Linked DNA regions of Mus musculus: regions 2 and 3 are each linked to region 1. A link is a contact called in public HiChIP or PLAC-seq data. All regions are on one chromosome and are shown on one strand. The core of a region is the stretch at or near the end of the contact, and the rest is flanking DNA. Distances in the headings are between cores, read along the strand shown.

Region 1 (3,617 bases), core at 536-3,035:
ATACTCCTCTGTGGCTTCAACTCGCCAACAACTGAAGGGGTGTACAGAAATAAAAGATGGGAAAAGAAAGTGAGACCTGTTTTAACCCCTCCTAAATGTAAAACTTAAAAAGAGAGAGAAGAAAAAACAGGCAGAAACCAGAATAACAAGGAGTAGTTTAACCCCCAACTATCCAGGACACAGTGGGAAATCAAAACTTCAAAGGATTAGATCCTCAGGCTCCGCAGGGAAAAGTGCCTGCCGCTTGAATGAATGACTGGGAGCGCATAGCGGGCTGGGCAGGACCAAGGAATGGCAGCCAGCAGGCCAGCTGGCGGACCACGGGCCAGGGATGTCCCCTGGGGGTGAGAAAAGGGGTTCCCCACAAGATATTCTGGTTGGTGGGAATTTTGTCGTTTTTCTTTGAGGACTCTCTGTAGAAGTGAGAACTGAGGCGCTACCACTGGGTGTGGAAACCAAGAAATCCCTCGCTTTAAGGCTCGCAAACCTGACTGCTAACCCAGTCCACGCTGCGTGACTCGGCTGCCATCAACCCTACACTAGCTACCCACTAGACAATGCAGCTTCTATTTCAGTATTATTATTATTAAAAAAAAAAAGATAGTCAAAACCCTCCTTATCCCCTGCCATTCCTCCCAGGTCTTCACATTATGACCAAGAGGAAGTTACTTAGGGGATTTATCGTGACAAAGTGCCAGCAGTTATTTCACCTCAAAGCCCAGCGAAAGGAAACTGCTCTGAGTGCAGTGAATTGTACTTTGATACCAAGAGACTGGAGGGACGGTGCGGGGGAGAGAGTTCAGCAGATCTTGCCGGGGGGGGGGGGGTCCTGCACCCTCAAGCTAAGCCTCACCCAAAGTTCCTGGAGATGTGCTTAGTTTTCAATCTCGCTGCCCAAACCTGAGCAGACCAGTCAAGCCTAAAACGTGTGACACAGGTGACTGTTCCCAGGGACAGATCTGTGTCCCCCGCGCGCCTTTATGGCTCCCATACTTTGCTAAGCACACGCTAGAGCGCACAGCCCCAGGCCTCCCGGGGAACCGCCCCCGGTCCGCAACAACCACTACAGTGGGGCTGTTCAGAGGCCAAAAGCTTACCTGGTCTGAGGACCGCGGCGGAGATCAAGAGGCAGAAAACCAGACGGCAAGAAGGGGACACCTTAGATGCCATATTCCTCCTCCTAGAAGGCCACCGACAAAGTCCACGCCGCAGGAGGGGGCGTCGTCCCCGGGCCCACGGGGCCCGCTCGCTTGTGGGTCTCGCCTTAGGGGGACAGCGACTTTTTTCCAAGACACACGGTCCCCCGGGGACTGTGGCGCTGCGCCGTCGGGTCTGTGCCACACGCAACTTTCCTCCACGCGGAACCCGCAACTCCTCCCTCCCCCCCTCCACACCCTTCCTCAGTGTCTCTGGCAGCTACTCCCAGGACGGGCGACCCTCTTATTCCAGGAGACGCTTCAGTAGTCAGTCAAGGTAGACGCGGTTTCTTTTTGGATGCTGTCTTCTAGTAGTTTCTCTTCTTGCAAAGGAGAGGATAAGAAGAGTGATGAGAGTTGCACCGTGCACGGATCACCGGGAGCAGAGAAGGGTCGGCGGGGCAGCGCCGCGGGGTCCCGACGGTGGGTCTCCTCAGGTGGCAGCCGAGGCAGAGGCTGTAGCGGCGGCAGCTGGAGCAGTGGCGGCGGCCGCGGGCTCCGGCTGCTCTGAGTGGAGGACGGGAAGGCGTGTGTAAGCTGCCTGTCTCCTCCTCCCGCTCCTCCCGCTCCTCCTGCTCCTCCCGCTCCTCTCTCCCGCCCAGCTTCCTCGGCGGCAGCGCGGAGCAGGTGGTTGGAGCGCCGATCCGCAGCCTAGAGGCGCTGCAGGACCAAGTCGGAGACTGAGCAGAGCTGGCGGCCCCTGGTGGGAGAAGAGCCTGATGCCCCAGCCCCCGCGCTCTGGTGGGCGGGGCTGACATCGACTCCGCCTCCCACAGGACACGCTGGCCAATGAAGAGCGGGATCGAGAGTAGGGGGCGTGACGGGCTGGATTCGCCAGTGTCTGGCTCTTACCAGGGGATTCTCAGCGCCCCAAAGACATAGGATCTGAGATCTTTTGCTGTCCTCCCAGCCTGGCCACATAGCTGTCTTCTTGCACTCCGAAGCCCAGTCCACTGGCTCACTCCTTAGGGATTTTTCTTCTCGACGAGGGTACCGCCTTCACCTTCTGTAGAGTTGTTGGGGCGAAGAGCTCACCTTGGGTCCTCTTGGACTAGGACTGAGGAGGTGGAAAAGATGGAGATTCTCCACCCGGAGGCTCACGGAAACAGCTACTGGTGGTTGAGAGTAATTTCCCCCACTTTGAAGAGAAGGTTACTCCTTCTCGAATTCGCCGTTCTTCTGTTCCCCTAGTCCTGGCTGGCGTACACTTTATCAAAGCAAATCATTTAATCAACTATCCAGTACCGAAAAGCAGAAGAGATTTTTGTGCTCCCCCTTCGCCCCCATCTCCTTCCCGGTGAGAATTAGGACTCTAGACCATAACACACGTCGCCACACTGATTTTCAAAACGTTCTTTAAAGAAAAAAAAAGTCACGTTTACTTTTAATTAGGTGACGATTTGAAGTTACAAAACAAAATCCAGAGTTACTCAGATTAAAAACCTACGCCTCCTGGTCCTTTCCAGAAAGCCAGGCATCCAGCAGATGGACGGGGCTTCTCAGGCAATTTCAAAAGCTTGAACCACCTCCTAGGCGTAGCATCGGGAAGCCGTGTCGCTTTCAGTTCATGCAGAAAGCATAAAGGAATATTTTCCTCTAAAACACCAGGGTGGAGCTGTTGGGACCGTAAGTGGCTCTAACTCAAGATTGCAGGATCACAACTCTTAATGCCCTCAGCATAATAAAATCCTGGTCCCTGAACCACCTCGCAAGGGCATGAAATAGTCTTTGGTGCATCACAGGGTCACCCCCTGTGTGAAGCCAGTCTCCAGCAGGGAATGCTAACTAGCCTCACGGGACTTTGTCTTCAAAAGATTGGGAACCACCAGCTACTTGCAAGTGGATATGGGGGGTGTCTAAGTGTGCAGGCAGAAGCTTCGTACAGACACACACACACACACACACACACACACACACACACGAATGCGCAAGCGCACAGACAAACACAGACACGGATCTTTGAATCCCTTTCCTTTCGTGCTTGAAATTATTAAACTCTGTCTTCAGCTGTGATTTTCCCCCCAGCGCCTCCCTGTCTTGTTCTCCTCGCTTTTACAGTATTGTAGGATAGATCTCTTATATTTTTCCTCCGAAAATCCTTTTTCCCACATGGTTTTAACATTTACATTTCATTTGCATCTTATGAATCAACAGGAAGGCTAAATGCTAGGGGCAAATGCCTGTTAACTCTGCATTTGGTGCACAGAGCTAAACTGCTGGCACGCTCATGGGAACCTACAAGATTCCTTTAGGGAATTTTTCTTCAAACTGCAGCCAGCCTAAAATAGAGTGTTTGGGAATAAATCACTCTAATTGTGTTTCTTCTGAATCTTCAGATTATCTGACTATTTTGAGGTGAAACCTAACATAGCATATCGTTGCTAAATAAATAAATAAATAAATGGCAAAGATGGCATGTCA
Region 2 (3,678 bases), core at 941-3,440, 540 kb after region 1:
GTCAGAGAGTAGGGGAAAAAATGCAGTAGATTGTTATGTTGAATATCCCTAAAAACTTTTTTTGAAGTGTATTTTTTATATATATTATCAAATTCTACTTCAAAGATCTAACATCCTGATAAGGATTGTTATTTCTTGGCAGTTCCTTTTCTTTCATTTTGGTTCAGAGATGTTTTTGTATTTACGAAGCTTGCATTAGATTTTCAACTTTCATTAGGAAGTGAATGTCATGTTAGTATTTGAGGTGGGCGTATGTTTCATCTGGACACAGTATAGTGATATTGTGAGATTACAGAGATTATTGAATATTTCTGTAACATTGTTCTACTGGAAATTGATATTTCTTTGGCTATATGATTCTATTAATATAAGTGTCAGTTCTTACCTTATCTGAAAAAGAGAACACTTTGGACTATATTTGTTCATGAGTATCATTTGATTTTGTTGTATCTGTCTTTTTGCCAAACTCTTATTCTTGGTTTGATAATTTTTGGGGAGATTGTACAATCAGGCTTGGAAAAGGACAATACTCTACTCTGATACCTAATTCAATAGACATCAACATTTTCAACTGGCTTTGATTTCTAAGGAAAGATGAAAAACCTCTAAATAAATAACTATTTTGTACATCCCTTTATCACGATTCTTGTATTTTTAAGTATCACTGTCTAATTGCTTGGTATTTATGCTTAACTGAATAGTTTTGAATAGTTTTTTATCTATAAGGACTTTCATAAATGTACGAAATGAAATATTCAAATCCATAACTTTTTTCACTCCAACTCCTGTATATTTGTTCAGGATGTCTCTCTCCCCATCCCGTGTCTTTTCTTTTTGTGATTTTGATAACCCACTAAGTTAGCTTGGAGACTTGGATTCAGTTTTTAGCTTGTTCCAAAACTCACCATCTGTGACCCACATGAAGTCTATTAACATTTATTACTGAGGATGACCTATATAGGAGGATCCTCAAGAAACTCTCCGTCTTAACTTTCCCAGCTTTGGGGTTAAATTGGTGTGCCACCATGCCTAGATTTTTATGTGGGCATGAAGATCAAACTTACATCTCATGCTTGCACAACTAGTACTTTTTCCACTCTGAATGAACATGAACATACTTTTTTTTTGCTGTCTGTACATTCTTCATTTTTGTTTTGAATATTCTATTAGTAGAAGTGATCTTAATATTGGTAGTATTTCTCTTGTTACTCTGCCTGTTATAACCTGTTTTTTTTCTTTGCATTTTATGAAAGATTAACTAGGCTCTCTCTCTCTCTCTCTTTCTCTCTCTCTCTCTCTCTCCATACATACATACACTATATGTATATAAATACATACACTATACACATAATATATATGTGTGTGTGTGTGTGTATATATATATATATATATATATATATATATATATATATATATATATGTGTGTGTGTGTGTGTGTGTGTGTGTGTGTGTGTGTGTGTGTGTATTTCCCTGGACTCTTGGTTCCACCACAGACTTTTTAAAGAAAAGCTGACTTCTTTTTTTATAATCCAAAGGCAGAAAACTTGTTCAGACATGCCCTTCACATTGGGGCTACACAATAGCATGTTTAATGTTAAGACAAATTCCATCCAAATTCCATCTTATGGTAACATTATTCTTTTTGAAATACAATTAATAAAAAGACATGCTATTCTCACATCTCATATAAATTACTCTCCTCCATTCTTGACATTCCCTTGAAAACACAGACACTCAGAAACATGTAAATTCCTTTTGTTCTGACATCAAAGATAAAACCAGAGGTACATGTGTCATTTGTTGAAAATAAAACATAAAGGTTTTATTCAGTCCTGAGATTACCAATTTAACCTTAAGGGGTTGCCATCAAAATAATCAACACCTTCCAAAAGAGACACTTTCTTGTCATAGAATGATCAGAATATATGTCATCAAGTGACATTGGACACTTGGATCATTATTGGCTGAATAATCTTTAGGGAAGATGCTTGTGACACATTATAATTAAGGAACCATATGTGAGAGGCTATGAATTTAACAGGAGCAGTGTTTCTCCTTCAGCTTTTCAGATGAAGAACACATGTAGTTTTGAAACTTCAGCCTTGCTATTTCAAAAACCCTCTGAGCATCTGTTAAGGATTGTGTGATTTAATCTCTAACACAGCACATGCAGCCAGCCTTTCAGCATGTCACACTATTACTAGGTAAAGAGCCAGAGAATGAGCAGGCAGGTCACTTTTCACCTCATTAGCACTGCAGGAGTGGTTCTGGAAAAAGAGATGCTAGCAGAAGCCATGGGGCTTGCTAGTATCCATTCTACAAAACAGAGGGAGGACCAGCTGTGTACCTCTTCTACCTCCACACTACTGTTCATTCCCACACAACCCCTTCTCTATTTTCTGACCTTTCATCATTTTGACCCCTGTAGTGTTCATAAACCACCACTAAGTCTTAGCTGTGGGACATGTAGTTTATTCTCATTTTCTTTCATGGTAGCTCTTGGCCTTAACCCAATTATATTCAACATGATACGATACTGTCTTTAATGTCTTTGGCAGTGTTTAAACATGATATCCTTGCAAATACTATGTGGGTAGCCTTGATAAAGGAGGGTATGTTCTCTTCTGAGTTACTTCTTGCATAGTTAAAAAATACATTTTGTTTCTGTCCTCTGTCATCTGTTTTCTATTTCCATCACCTCTGCTTTTCTTTCATCACCTTATTACACTGTTGGAACTCCTCCATCAATTCTTACTCCTGAGTGACTCAACTGATAAACATCTTCCTGACAAATCTCAGCTAAAAACAAAACAAAATAAAACAAAACAGAACAACAAACAACCCCAAAAACATAGCTTCCTATTGTAATCAATTTACATCAGACTCATTTTTAATACAGCATAATGGTTCTGAATTATATAAATGCTAAGATAGTTGGGCACAGACACAAGAGTAGACTCTTGTTAAATGTTTTCTCACTGTTAAATTTTATAACCATATTGGTAGAATTCAGTATTCTCATTCCAGTTCTAGCATGATAAAACTGGCTCATGTACATTTTGATGCCATTGGGATGAATTAATTTCAATTTTGTTTTATGTCCCTTTCTAGATGTCCTGCAGAATATAATTAGAGAAGGATATAAATGGATTGGACAAAGAAGTCACACCATGCCTTGTGTGAAACAGAACTCTGTGCTCCTTACTCTTTGGTGTTCATTGTGAGTGCAATTATATATTCCCTGGTGCAAGCACCACTCACAGCCTTTTAGCTAGAATACAGATAGACCAATATCATCTGTTGGTGTCAGATATTGTAATGTAATATAATGTAACATAAAGTAATGCAACAGAATGTATTGTATTCCTAACCCAGAGTCAATGAGACAATGAGAAGTTCGCTTTCTCTTTCTTTTCCTGCACTGTTACAGAAATTTCTGAGATGCATTAATAAGTCCCATAGGTAGAAATCAGCTTGATAAGGACTTTAAGTTAGTATCTCTAACCTTATCTTTACTCAGATCATTCTACCTGCCTCCCTTAGGTCAGATTATAAATCAAGATACTGGCATAAAAGCTTTGTCTCAGACACGGTAGTAGACAGAACCAAGACTAACCCAGAGACCAACTAGTCCAAGGATATATAGCATCACTGACATTGAAGACAGTTAAAGATAAA
Region 3 (3,274 bases), core at 205-2,704, 620 kb after region 1:
TAGTTGAGATTGTTGTCATTTATTCTTTCCCTGTTTAGGTATAACAGCAAATCAGCGGCCGGGTATATTCCCTTTAGATTTGCCATACTTACGTGGGCTTCATTTTTATACATTTCAGTGGGAATCACCTTGGGAAATTACCTGTTTTCCATAAAATAACCATTTCTTTGGCTCAGAGACTTCTTCTGGGACCAGATAAAAGTAACACATGTGGTCTTTGAAGTCAAAGGCTGTAAGCTGGTGAGATGTGAGAGTTTGCTCACTATAATCTTTCCAGTATCTTTTAACAAGGACCCCAGGTTTTTTGGGGGTGGGGATGGTACAATCTTAAATCAGCAGTTACACACTCACACCAACTGCATTTCCCCCTCTTTTTTCCCCTCCTGCTTTTGCTGATGCTTTTCCCATAGAGCTATAATAGCTGAGAGCTGCAGGGCATCAAACGAATTGAAATGTAATTAAAGGCTTTGTCTTCCTCTCTCTTCGGGTTCATTATTAGGGAATTTCCTCAGATAAAATCCCCTGTCAACAAGCCATAGAACATTTCATGCTATGCTAATAAAATGCCTTCTGTTCTTTTTATGAATAATGACAGGTAGGTGGGAAGGTAGATAGATAGATAGATAGATAGATAGATAGATAGATAGATAGATAGATAGGTGAGAGATAAATGGATGGGTGGATAGATAGATAGGTGGATGAGAGATAGATGGATGGGTGGATGGATAGATAGATGAGAGGTAGATGGAAAGATAGATAAATAGGTAGATAGATGGATAAACTGTGTGTGTAATGCTTATGAGTTTGTTAAAGTAGATATGTAATACATAATATATATCAAATAATTATTTCAATGATTTACTTTTAGATTTGTCCAGAAAACTGAAATTTATCCTTGAAAATTAAGTATGACTCTAGGTCCTATCACATAAAAAAAATCATGATAGCATAGTAGAGCACATGATTAATGCAGCAAAATGCAAATAAAAAAATAGAAAAGAAAAAAATGAATCCTTGTTGAGATATGAAAAAGAAAAAGAAAGGTTGAAGACTTCCAGGAAATACCATCGCTAACATAAAAAGAAGATTGTATTTTCTATCTCTTAGAAATTATAATTTTCTAACTATGCCCTTGCCTGTAGCTCGTTACCACACTATTATACAGGGCGGGATTTTTTCATAAATTGTGTCTGAAAAGCTTCTGTCATTCTTTGTATATACACGCTATCTTGTCTTTTCCCCATTTCCTTCCCTCTCTGACAAATTCCTTTCCAGATTTTACACTCCAACCTACATGAGGGAGACATGGCTCTCATTCAATCTTAAGAAGAAATTTCTAGTTCTTTAGCTTTGGCCTGGAGCCTGCAAGGCATATTCCCTCTAGGGTTAATGCTTTGTTTAGTCAGGGGAGAGGAGCAATTCTTCCACAAGCCAACCTTTTCTCTGCATAGCTCTGCAGGGGCAAGTTGCCCACTCCTTTAGTCTACAGTGCAATACCCTTGGGTGCATGCCATTGAGGGTTTCTCCCAAAGTGCCAGTTTCCCAGGGGGAACTGCGCCTGGGAAAGACGCAGAAACAGTGTTCCCTTTAGCTGCAAGTTGTGAGTCTTAATTTGAAAGACAGACTGCCAGCCCACACCTTTACTTCCTTCTATTCTAAGGTTAAAACACGTGAGGATAGCATAAGATCCCATTGTGGGGCAATGAGAAATTTGGGCATCTCCAGTTACACTGGACATGGGGGATCTCCGGGCAATAATCTGCGCTTTCCCTGTCAAACAATGGTTGCCTCTCACACATGCTGCCCGGCATAGGAAACAAGTAGGGATCAGAGGCAGCCAGGTTTGTACAAACCAGAACTTCAGCATGCAGGCTTACTGTTACCTATATCTCCTCATTTCCTCTCTGTGACTCCCTTGAAAGCTCTTCAAAATTTAAACTTTGCATCACACATACATATTTTTTTCTATTTACCTATATTTTTGAACAAATAAGAAACCAAAGAAAACACATATTCAAGATTATGCATTCATATGCCTGCTTCACCCCTCTGATCCCAGCTTTGCTTTGTTACACATTTGTGTACTGTATTTTACCCTAATACTGTACATACACAAGCATACAGAAAAAATTAAATTGCATATATCATATTATAAATATCAAACTATAAAGTTTATTTTATTAACAGATTGTTGTAAATAGTTTTTTAAAAAATACCTATGCTGTTAATCTTGAAATTCGCAGAAGAAGAAAACAATTCCACCATTTTGGGAAAAATTTAAAGCATTATTAAGTATTATATGCTGACCAAGAGAAGACATATGCTGAGAGAGAGAGACAGAGAGAGAGAGAGAGAGAGAGACAGAGAGACAGAGAGACAGAGAGACAGAGAGACAGAGAAACAGAGAAACAGAGACAGAGAAAGACAGAGACAGACACAAAGAGACAGAGACAGAGACAAAGGAGAGAGATAGACACAGAGAGAGATAAAAGAAAAAAGAAAACTACATCTGTGGTCCTTATTTTTTATTCGATGTAAGAAACGAACATACTGAATCTCTCATTCTCTTTGGTTTGTAACTATTTCTCTTTCCTTTCTCTATTATTTATCTTTATTGCTTCATGTAATTCTAAATAACTTGAAAAGTTTTTAATAGTTTGAATTATTTCTATATGCTTCACAAACAGTAGAAAGTCTTGTTGATTGTTTACTGTTAACCCTGATTACAAACCTCTCTACATGATTTCAAAGCTACTTGCTTTGTTCAAAACAGCAGGAAAAAAAACCACATAAATATAATGAAGAAAACACAAAACAAACTACACTACTTCTTCTCTCAGGTGTGTGTTGGGGGGAGGGGTGTATGTGTGTGTGAGAGTGTGTGCACATGTGTGTTAATAAAATGAAAAACCTTTTAGGAATGCTGAATGATTGAAATGGCAATTGATGGACATTTGTAATACAGATATGCTAAGAAATGTCTATCAATAATTGAGAAAATAGAGTTTTTAGATTGAAATTTGTCAGTTATACTAAGATTTTTTCCACATAAACATGGGTAGTTTGCATTTAATAAATATTTATTAATTCCTAAAACCTCTGGCATAGTTCTCTAAGTAGCATATATAAAGCCATTACATTGTACAGTCCATGTTTCACAGTTTAATGGAAAGTAACTATGCTGAAATTAAATTTCATGAATATGAAAATATAAAAATATCAAGATAAATTCTGGGCACAGAGGAAATAGTTTTGAGATGCCAAAACTTTGCAG

Evidence for each region. HiChIP or PLAC-seq counts read pairs in DNA pulled down with a chosen protein or histone mark.
Region 2: an H3K4me3 HiChIP or PLAC-seq map of embryonic limb bud shows a contact between it and region 1, with 4 times the contacts expected there. The contact joins the enhancer-like site here to the promoter of Alcam in region 1. A contact is called at or near these places in 2 of 39 promoter capture datasets (the 3T3-L1 cell line and maxillary cranial neural crest), 2 of 484 Hi-C or Micro-C datasets (ECoMG-derived neutrophils and myeloid progenitors) and 6 of 115 datasets of contacts at active chromatin or transcription factors (VIP interneurons, astrocytes, bone marrow-derived macrophages and 3 more).
Region 3: a contact with region 1 is called in an H3K4me3 HiChIP or PLAC-seq map of embryonic forebrain, with 4 times the contacts expected there. The contact joins the enhancer-like site here to the promoter of Alcam in region 1. A contact is called at or near these places in 12 of 39 promoter capture datasets (the 3T3-L1 cell line, 3T3-L1-derived adipocytes, the C10 cell line and 6 more), 3 of 484 Hi-C or Micro-C datasets (cortical neurons, epidermal suprabasal cells and neural progenitor cells), 4 of 115 datasets of contacts at active chromatin or transcription factors (astrocytes, bone marrow-derived dendritic cells, bone marrow-derived macrophages and 1 more) and 1 of 9 other capture datasets (pancreatic islet).

Annotation. Positions count from the first base shown.
Region 1 is chr16:52,451,296-52,454,912 of GRCm38.p6, forward strand. It overlaps Alcam (activated leukocyte cell adhesion molecule), which reads right to left and starts at 1,786. Exons shown (of 16, transcript NM_009655.3): 1 at 1,098-1,786. The coding sequence starts at 1,170.
Region 2 is chr16:52,986,816-52,990,493 of GRCm38.p6, forward strand. No RefSeq gene overlaps it. Among named protein-coding and RNA genes, the nearest start is that of Gm25723, 42 kb to the left of the region's middle. Within about 2 kb of position 2,191, at least 2 of the 459 cell types and tissues checked have an H3K27ac peak or open chromatin away from gene starts, as enhancers often do. A contact at or near this core is called in embryonic limb bud, where this site is marked.
Region 3 is chr16:53,072,582-53,075,855 of GRCm38.p6, forward strand. No RefSeq gene overlaps it. Among named protein-coding and RNA genes, the nearest start is that of Gm25723, 130 kb to the left of the region's middle. Within about 2 kb of position 1,455, at least 17 of the 459 cell types and tissues checked have an H3K27ac peak or open chromatin away from gene starts, as enhancers often do. A contact at or near this core is called in embryonic forebrain and neural progenitor cells, where this site is marked.